Linked DNA regions of Sus scrofa: region 2 is linked to region 1. Evidence: chromatin contacts called from public HiChIP or PLAC-seq data. All regions are on one chromosome and are shown on one strand. The core of a region is the stretch at or near the end of the contact, and the rest is flanking DNA. Distances in the headings are between cores, read along the strand shown. Region 1 overlaps RAD51B (DNA repair protein RAD51 homolog 2). Region 2 overlaps RAD51B (DNA repair protein RAD51 homolog 2).

Region 1 (3,629 bases), core at 1,061-3,560:
AAGTTCTAAAACTGGATTGTGGCGACAATGGTATATAAAACTCCCTACATTTACTAAAACATCATTGAATTGGATACTTACAATGGGTGAATTTATGCATGTACATTATACTTCGATAAATCCGTAAAAAAAAAAAAAAAAAAAGAAATGAACTTAGGTTACTAACAGGGAAAACATCTTTTTTTTTCCATTTTGACCTCCACGGTCTGCCATAGTCACAGATAGCCTGGCTGTTCCTTGTTAGCCAGGAGGTGCATCCGTGCTGGCAGGGGAGCTCAGGCAGGTCACCAAATATAAACAGCTCTGCAGAGGTCACCACAAAGGCGCTGTTGTTCTATCTCACTGCTGAGAAGGAAGGGAGAGTCACCATGGAATGCTCCTCTCTCTTGCATTCCTAATGAGAAACACGTGCTAGAGGGCCCACCCACAGGTCAACTCAGCCAGAAAGGCCCCGTTTCTTCTGCCTGATGGTGCTGAAGAAAGACCTCTCCCTGGGCCTGCCATGGGAATGGTTTCAAATATTATCAAGGTATCTCCAAAGGCCACCATCAAAGCATCAGTGGATTTTCCCTAGTCTCACACCATGATTTGAAAAACTCTTCCTTGACTAGCATAGAATTAGTGCCAGGTTGGGAATCTGGAACCAGTTCCACTGACTGCTCCAGTTCCACCTGGCCACAAGCCTGATGCACCCTGGCCCAGGCTATACACTGTTCAGAACCCCTCCTTGGGGAGGTGAAATGCAGGCCCTGACAAAACTGAAAAGATCTGGGCAGCACCTTGCCAACACTGGTCATACAAATGTCTGCCTTCTCTCTTGTCATCCGTCTAAGTTGAATTTCACACTTTGGTTCTTTCCATTTTACCAATGAAGAATATACCACCAGTATCCAAACTGTCTCAATGAGACATGAAGAAAATGAATGAGAGATTACATAAACTCTATGGGTGAACGCCTAAAGAAAATGCCAGATTAGTCCAAGATGTTATTTATTATAAGGCCCCCCCAAGAGAAATGCTGCTGTTCCCTTTCAGAAAATGAACATTCACTTTTCGTCAAACTCTGAGATACAGTGACTTGTTTTAGTAGGATCAAAAAAAAAAAAAAAAAAAATCCATGTTTACTCAGCACGAGTAAAGCTCAAGTTTTACGTGGGGTCTAAAGAGCTACCAATGCTGGCAGGCCTAATTGTGTAAACATGAAAATGGTCTTTTTTTCCCTTTCTTTCTTTTTTTAAAAAAACAAAACAAAACAAAAGGAGCCATACATGCAGAGACAGTTGTGCTGGGCCAACGTGGGGTCTCCTGCAAAGATCAGATCATCCAAGAAGCCCGCTTTGATCTGACCAAAGACCGGTATTTAATCTCCTATGTGGGAGAAACTATAGTTCTTAGATTAATTACCCAGCCACAGATCTGCTGCCAAGCTGCTCCAAGCCTCTCTTCCTAATGTGAAATAAAGCGGCATTTACTTCAAACCATGTGGTAGAGCCAGCCTGTGCCAGAGAATATGCATTCCTTTTCCACTCATTTACAGAGACATAAAAGTTCAGGGCATCACTCATTCACGTGCATTTAGAGCGACGATCGGTCTCTATACCATTATTTCTTCTCAATTTGCTAGAGAGAGGACCAGGGGCTGACAGGGAGTGATTCTTGGAAAGAAACCCTGAAAATGAGAGGGAGTTAAGTTTCCATGGGAAGAGTTATCTTCTTGGTTGAAATGTACCACCTGAAAAGAGACAAAGACTGAAACTCTTGCAGGCGGAACCCCCGCAGAGTGCCATTAGCTGGCGTCCTGCAGAAAACCAGTTGGGTTCTGGCAACTGGATGACAGTGGCAGTAGGTGGGGAGAGGAAGTCATATTTAGAACCTATGGTTCCAGTGACATGGCTCCCATGCTCTGCAGGCAAGTGACCTCTATGGCCTGTCATGGGGACCAGAGGATCAAAACTTGGACTCGCTGGGCGATCCTGAATGAAGTTCTGACCCTTCCTGTAGGTCTATTGCCTCAACTAGGAAAACATAAATACACAGACCCACCCGCTTTGGTGCGAAATGAGGTTGCATCACCTTTTTGGCGCCATAATCAGGACGTGTCTTGTTAGTATTACACTACTGCTCTGTAGAATCAAGTGTGTGGAGGCTTCAGGCTTCCAATATATGAATGAACGCCAGTAAGCAAATGATCCACAGCCAAAGGTGAAATCAGATTCTCTGAAAAGAGGCGAGTATTTTAGGGCTGCCTTTCAAGAAGCTGCAGCCACACCCAATGACCAGGGTCTAAACGGAAGTGACTCAACACTGTTGGGCTGCATTTCTTTGGCTGGGCAGTACCTTGTCAACCATCTCCAAATGAGGCCTGCACAGGGTGAGGGATCTGAATGAGTGCACAGGGGTCAGAGGTCAGAGGGCTGGGGGGGCAGGGACAGAGAGCACACAATGGAGGAGGAGTAAACCAGGCAGTGGAACTGTCCTTTCATCAAATGCTGATTTTTCTCTGGGCAGAATGATTATGGGGATCTTATTGTCAGCACTCTTAGCCTGATCTTTCCAGACACTTCTCTGAAGAGTGAAGGACCCTGACCAAACCCTCCCCAGATCAGCAGTTGGGGAGGTGGAAGGAGGAATTTTAATTTTTTTTTTTTTTGTCTTTTGTCTTTTGTCTTTTTAGGGCCGTGCACATAGCATATGGAAGTTCCCTGGTTAGCGGTTGAATTAGAGCTGTAGCTGCCAACCTATACCACAGCCACAGCAATGCTGAATCCTTAACCCAGTGAGCAAGGCCAGGGATCGAACCTGCATCCTGATGGTGGCTAGTCAGATTCGTTTCCACTGAGCCACGACAAGAATGCTCAGGAAGGAGGAATTTTAAAAGCTGGTGATGTACGTAGAATTCTTAGTAGGGAGCTAGATTTCACTCCGCTGGCATGGAGCTCTCGCTAGAACCTAATCTCTGGCTGCCGGGCCTGGAGAAGCTACAGCCATTAGAGGCCACAGGGGGCTTCAGGCTTCTGGCTCCCTGATTTCAAAAGAGCCAAGGGAAAAAGGAGAAAACCAGTCACTAGGCATCCTGGTCAATGCCAGCTACTGTCACACCGTTCCGTACGCTTTCTATCCACGAAACCATTTCCCTCACTCCAGACCTATCCCCACCTCCACCCCCCAATCTCACTGACTGTCACTCAGCCTCCCATGGTTCTAGGGAAAGGGCAGGCCAAAAGCTAAGGATGCCTTTGTTTTCATCTCCGAGATAGGATGGCATGGGGTCCTGAGTGCCAAGGTACCAAGATAAGAGGGGTGCTCAAAATGCCCAGATGGCTGGAGAATGAAAACCCAGAGGACAAGAGCCAAGTTTGCACAGCAGACAAGGGCCGCTGTGGCCGGGGCTGGAAGTGGAGTCCTTGTCATCCACAGGCAGCAGCGGAACTAAAGGGAAGCCATCCCCCGACTCAGCTGTGGGAGTTGGGCAGCTTCCCAGCTGGAAGGGGCTCCCAAACACATCCCTGCGAGCTCCCAAGGAAAGACAGAGCTGCCTTAAAAACAACAAACAAAAAGGGCCGCTAATCAAGAGGAACTTTAGACTGAAGAACGAGATTCAGTCATCCTTCCAGAAAGACGCATGTCTG
Region 2 (3,751 bases), core at 363-2,862, 260 kb before region 1:
CAAGCCCCCCAGCTGCAGCCCCAGAGTGCAGATGCAGGGACCACCACCATAAAATCACGCTGTATTTCTGGGGTTGGGCCTGCCCACACCTGCTGTACCCTGGGAGCTGGCGCTACCCAGGCTCTTAGCTAATGAAGACTGGCTCTTGTGGGATCAGCTAAGCGGTTCACATTCCCAGTCTGGTCTTTATGCCACTTGGGTGGACCTGGGAAATACAAGGGGCCACTGGCATGTTGGCCCAAAGCCAAGGTTTAATTAAGCCCTAAATCTTCAGTGATTGTACCAGGGGCCCAATCCCCGAGAGGCCAGCCAAAGGGAGAAGCTACCCAAAGAACACTGGATCGGCTTCTTTTGAGTCTTCCCGCCAACACATTGTTTGTGGAGGCCTTGCTTGTTAGTGGGAATAATCCCCTCAAAGTCTCAGAGCCGAGTACAGAAAACCGGAGGCACAGCTCTGCACAGGATCGGCTTAACCATGGTGCCTACCGTAGCCCATAGGTGGTTTCTACAGACGTCCGCTGCCACGGAACATGGGTATTCATGAGGAAACAGAGGATAGATGAGCCCAATAACACGTTCCTGTTGAGGTTTCTGTTGAAGCATCCTTGGTGTTTGTTCAGAAATGACCCAAACCCTGTCTTGTTCAGGAAATGGAATGATGAGGGTTGACGACGTGAATTGGGAGACTCAGAAGGCCTGGGGCAGAGGCCTGGGACCCAGAGCCAAGACTTCGTCTCTGGGGAACCCGCAGATGCCTGGGAAGGAGGAGGGTGAAGTGAAGAGCTTCTGAACGGAGGAAGGACCTGGGACTCGCAGAGAATTTCTGTCTTGCTTTTCTTTGCTCATCCTCTCTCATAGACATGGAGAGAGAGCCCAGCTGTTTACAAAAAGGGTGAAGTGGACCAGATGCAGAATGGGCAGCTGTGGTGCAGCCTCACCCGACGATTGGGTGGCCAAGGGTGAGAATAACGCTTCCTCAGAGCTGATTAGTCAAAGTCATGCATGCAGGCTGAACATGATTGGGGCCGATTGGACGGACAGTTGCGGGGAAAGAACTGTCAGGTCTTAGTCTTTCTCGGACTTTCGAGTGACGTGTGAGTCCTGAGGTCTTGGAGTCAGATGGCCTGAGTTTGCCCAGGAAGCTGGCAGATGCCCCTTGGCAGTCTGGTCCCACTCCATTTGGGAGCCTACAAGTGTCATGGTTCCTCTAGCCGTGCTGGGGCCTGTGGGCTTCCCAAAGGGGGCAGGGCCGGGTTTCTACCCCATGGCATCTCCTTCCTGCTGCAGCTGGGGAGCCATGCTCCTGGGTGTTTATGGAACGTGTTATGGTAGGTAAGGTTAGAACGCCTGGCACTCAGTAAGTTCTATGTATTGGTCCCATCATCGTTCTCAGGCTGGAGCTTTGGTTGCATGTGGAGACCTGCCCACACTGCCCCCACTCCAGGCAGCCTCCCCTCCTTGTGATCAGAGAGTGTGGGAATAGGGCACTGGCCTGCGTCCGGGGGTCAGCACTTCAGTGGGTCAGAACACAGCGCCAAAGGGAGCGGCCGTCTCAGATAGGCCGCTGCAGATGAAAGACACCGTGTTTGCCTTTCCGAAGTGCTGCTGTGTCCTGAAGGCCCACAGCTTCCCCTGCCCTGCTGTGTTTTTTTTTTTTTTCTCTTCCCAGTTCCTCTCAGTGATATCTTAAGAGGCAAACTTCCAGCACTAACAGGAGGTCTTTTGTTCTCCTTTTCTCTAAGTGGACTTTAACCCAGTTACGACAGATGAGTCACTGTAAAAACAAACAAATAATAATATTCCATTTTCTTAAAGGCTCTTCCATGCCTGCTGATAGAAAAGGGGGAACCTGACACTGCACTGGGCCTGTGGGGCTTCCCGCCCGCCCTGACCTTCTGAGGCACAGTCCAGGAGAACCTTCCAGAATGCTCTGGAGCCCAGCACAGTGGAACTCTTCAGTGGGGCTCTGGCTTGTTTAGAATTTCATCTGATCTGGGGTGGTCCAGGGGCTCTGAGGAATTCTGGTCTCAGCACCATCCTGGTTGGGATTTACACACCTGGGTCTGCCACAAACTAAATTCTGGACCTGCCTCCTGTCACACTTTAATTTCTTTCTACGTGAAACAGGGGTATTAGATGCCCAGGAAGGACTTTGCAACAGCATATCTTCTGCTCTATTGAAAGACTGAAGGGCATGCTTAGCACACAAGGGCAGTCTGCATCCATTCAATAAAATTCACCAGGCACTCAGGTAGGCACCGGGGTTGCAGGGACGGTGCCCTCAGGGAGACAGATGCATAAATAAATGAACGCCGTGACTACGGATACAGGGAAGATGGCACATGTTCCAGGGGGAGTGGTAAGAAAGGAGATGACTGTTCAATCTGGGAATGCTGGGAAAATCTTCTTAGAAGAGATAGCATCTGAACCGAGTCTTAAGCAGCGAGTACAAGTTTACCCCCGGTGCTCGGGGGAGAAGAGGGCAGATGTGGCAGGCAGAGGGAGTAAGCGACATGACCCAAGGACTGAGACCCATGGCCAGTTTGGCCTCAACCTTGTGTAAGCCCCTTCTAATCTTTGTCCAGCCTTTTTGCCTACCTAGGTAGAGCTGGACCCTCATTGCCCTGAGAAGGAGCCATTCTGGGTTGAAGATGCTGCTGGCTTCAGGACTCTGGTCTGAGATGTCTTCTGGCTGCATCAAACACAAAGGCTTGCTTTGGGCCACCAGCCTCCTGGGCTCATTGCCGAAGAGCAGCCACGGCTCCCCATGGGTGGAGGTATATGTGTTCTCCGGAAGGCTGTCACCCAGTGTCACAGTCACTGACTGTGTCCTAACTCCCTAGAGCTCAGATGCATAGTGAAACCCATGCATGTCTGTAATGAAAACATCAGTTCAACTGCCTGATAAAATTCCTGCTCATTGTCAACCCCAGCTTACAAGTCTCCTTTACTGCGAAGAGCCCCAGAAGCTGTGGGTAGAGTGAGCCGCCCTGGTCTTTGTGCTCTGGGGCTCTGGAGCACTTTGCTTCAGGCTCTAACTATAATTACTGTAACGTCTCAGTTTCCCTGAATGCTCTCCTCCCAGACTGTGAGATCTTGGAGGGAATGGTAGGTAATGCATACTCTGGTTCCTGTACATCCAAGGTGTTCAATAGAGGTTCATTGAGCAGACACGTGAATGAATGAATGAGGTTTGAGTCAGTCTGTTTTGCAAGGTCTGTCAAATCTATCAACCGAAAGCTTCACCTACATGAGCTTTGATAATAAGACAGTAGGGCCTCAGGGTTTCCTAGTGATGGCACCATTTTTGTGCACAAGTGGATTTCTGTTCCCTGAATCTACTTGCACTTGAGATCTTAGATTTCAAAGCAGATGGAGCCCTCCGTGTCACTCTAGGGCAAAGGGGACCCTCGTCTGTTTTTTCAAGGTGACCTCCCTGCTTTAGCAAATCCTAAACAGGACTGTTAGGACTGTCTGTTTAATCCTTTAGGTTTGTGCCCCCCATCGACAGAAATACTTTGTATATCTGTGTCAACCATCTGAAAAGTGAACAGCTCCCCATTTTGCAATCCTGCAAGGATAGGTAGGGTGCACATCTTTCCTTCGGGGTCCACCTAGGTCTAGCTCCATATATATGTATGCATGTATAATATTTATATTTCTATATATCTTGCGAGGTCTTATTAAGGGCTAGGGTTGTAGCAGCCTTATTCTACAGGGAAGGTGCTCCTGGCTGGCCCTTCCTCCCCCC

Evidence for each region. HiChIP or PLAC-seq counts read pairs in DNA pulled down with a chosen protein or histone mark.
Region 2: an H3K27ac HiChIP or PLAC-seq map of alveolar macrophages shows a contact between it and region 1. The contact joins two enhancer-like sites. A contact is called at or near these places in 2 of 2 datasets of contacts at active chromatin or transcription factors (alveolar macrophages and skeletal muscle).

What each region holds. Positions count from the first base shown.
Region 1 is chr7:92,035,937-92,039,565 of Sscrofa11.1, reverse strand. The region is part of intron 9 of RAD51B (DNA repair protein RAD51 homolog 2); the gene reads right to left. Among named protein-coding and RNA genes, the nearest start is that of RAD51B, 450 kb to the right of the region's middle. Within about 2 kb of position 2,310, at least 23 of the 83 cell types and tissues checked have an H3K27ac peak or open chromatin away from gene starts, as enhancers often do. A contact at or near this core is called in alveolar macrophages and skeletal muscle, where this site is marked.
Region 2 is chr7:92,291,847-92,295,597 of Sscrofa11.1, reverse strand. All of the region lies in intron 11 of RAD51B (DNA repair protein RAD51 homolog 2), which reads right to left. Among named protein-coding and RNA genes, the nearest start is that of ZFP36L1, 200 kb to the left of the region's middle. Within about 2 kb of position 1,612, at least 35 of the 83 cell types and tissues checked have an H3K27ac peak or open chromatin away from gene starts, as enhancers often do. A contact at or near this core is called in alveolar macrophages and skeletal muscle, where this site is marked.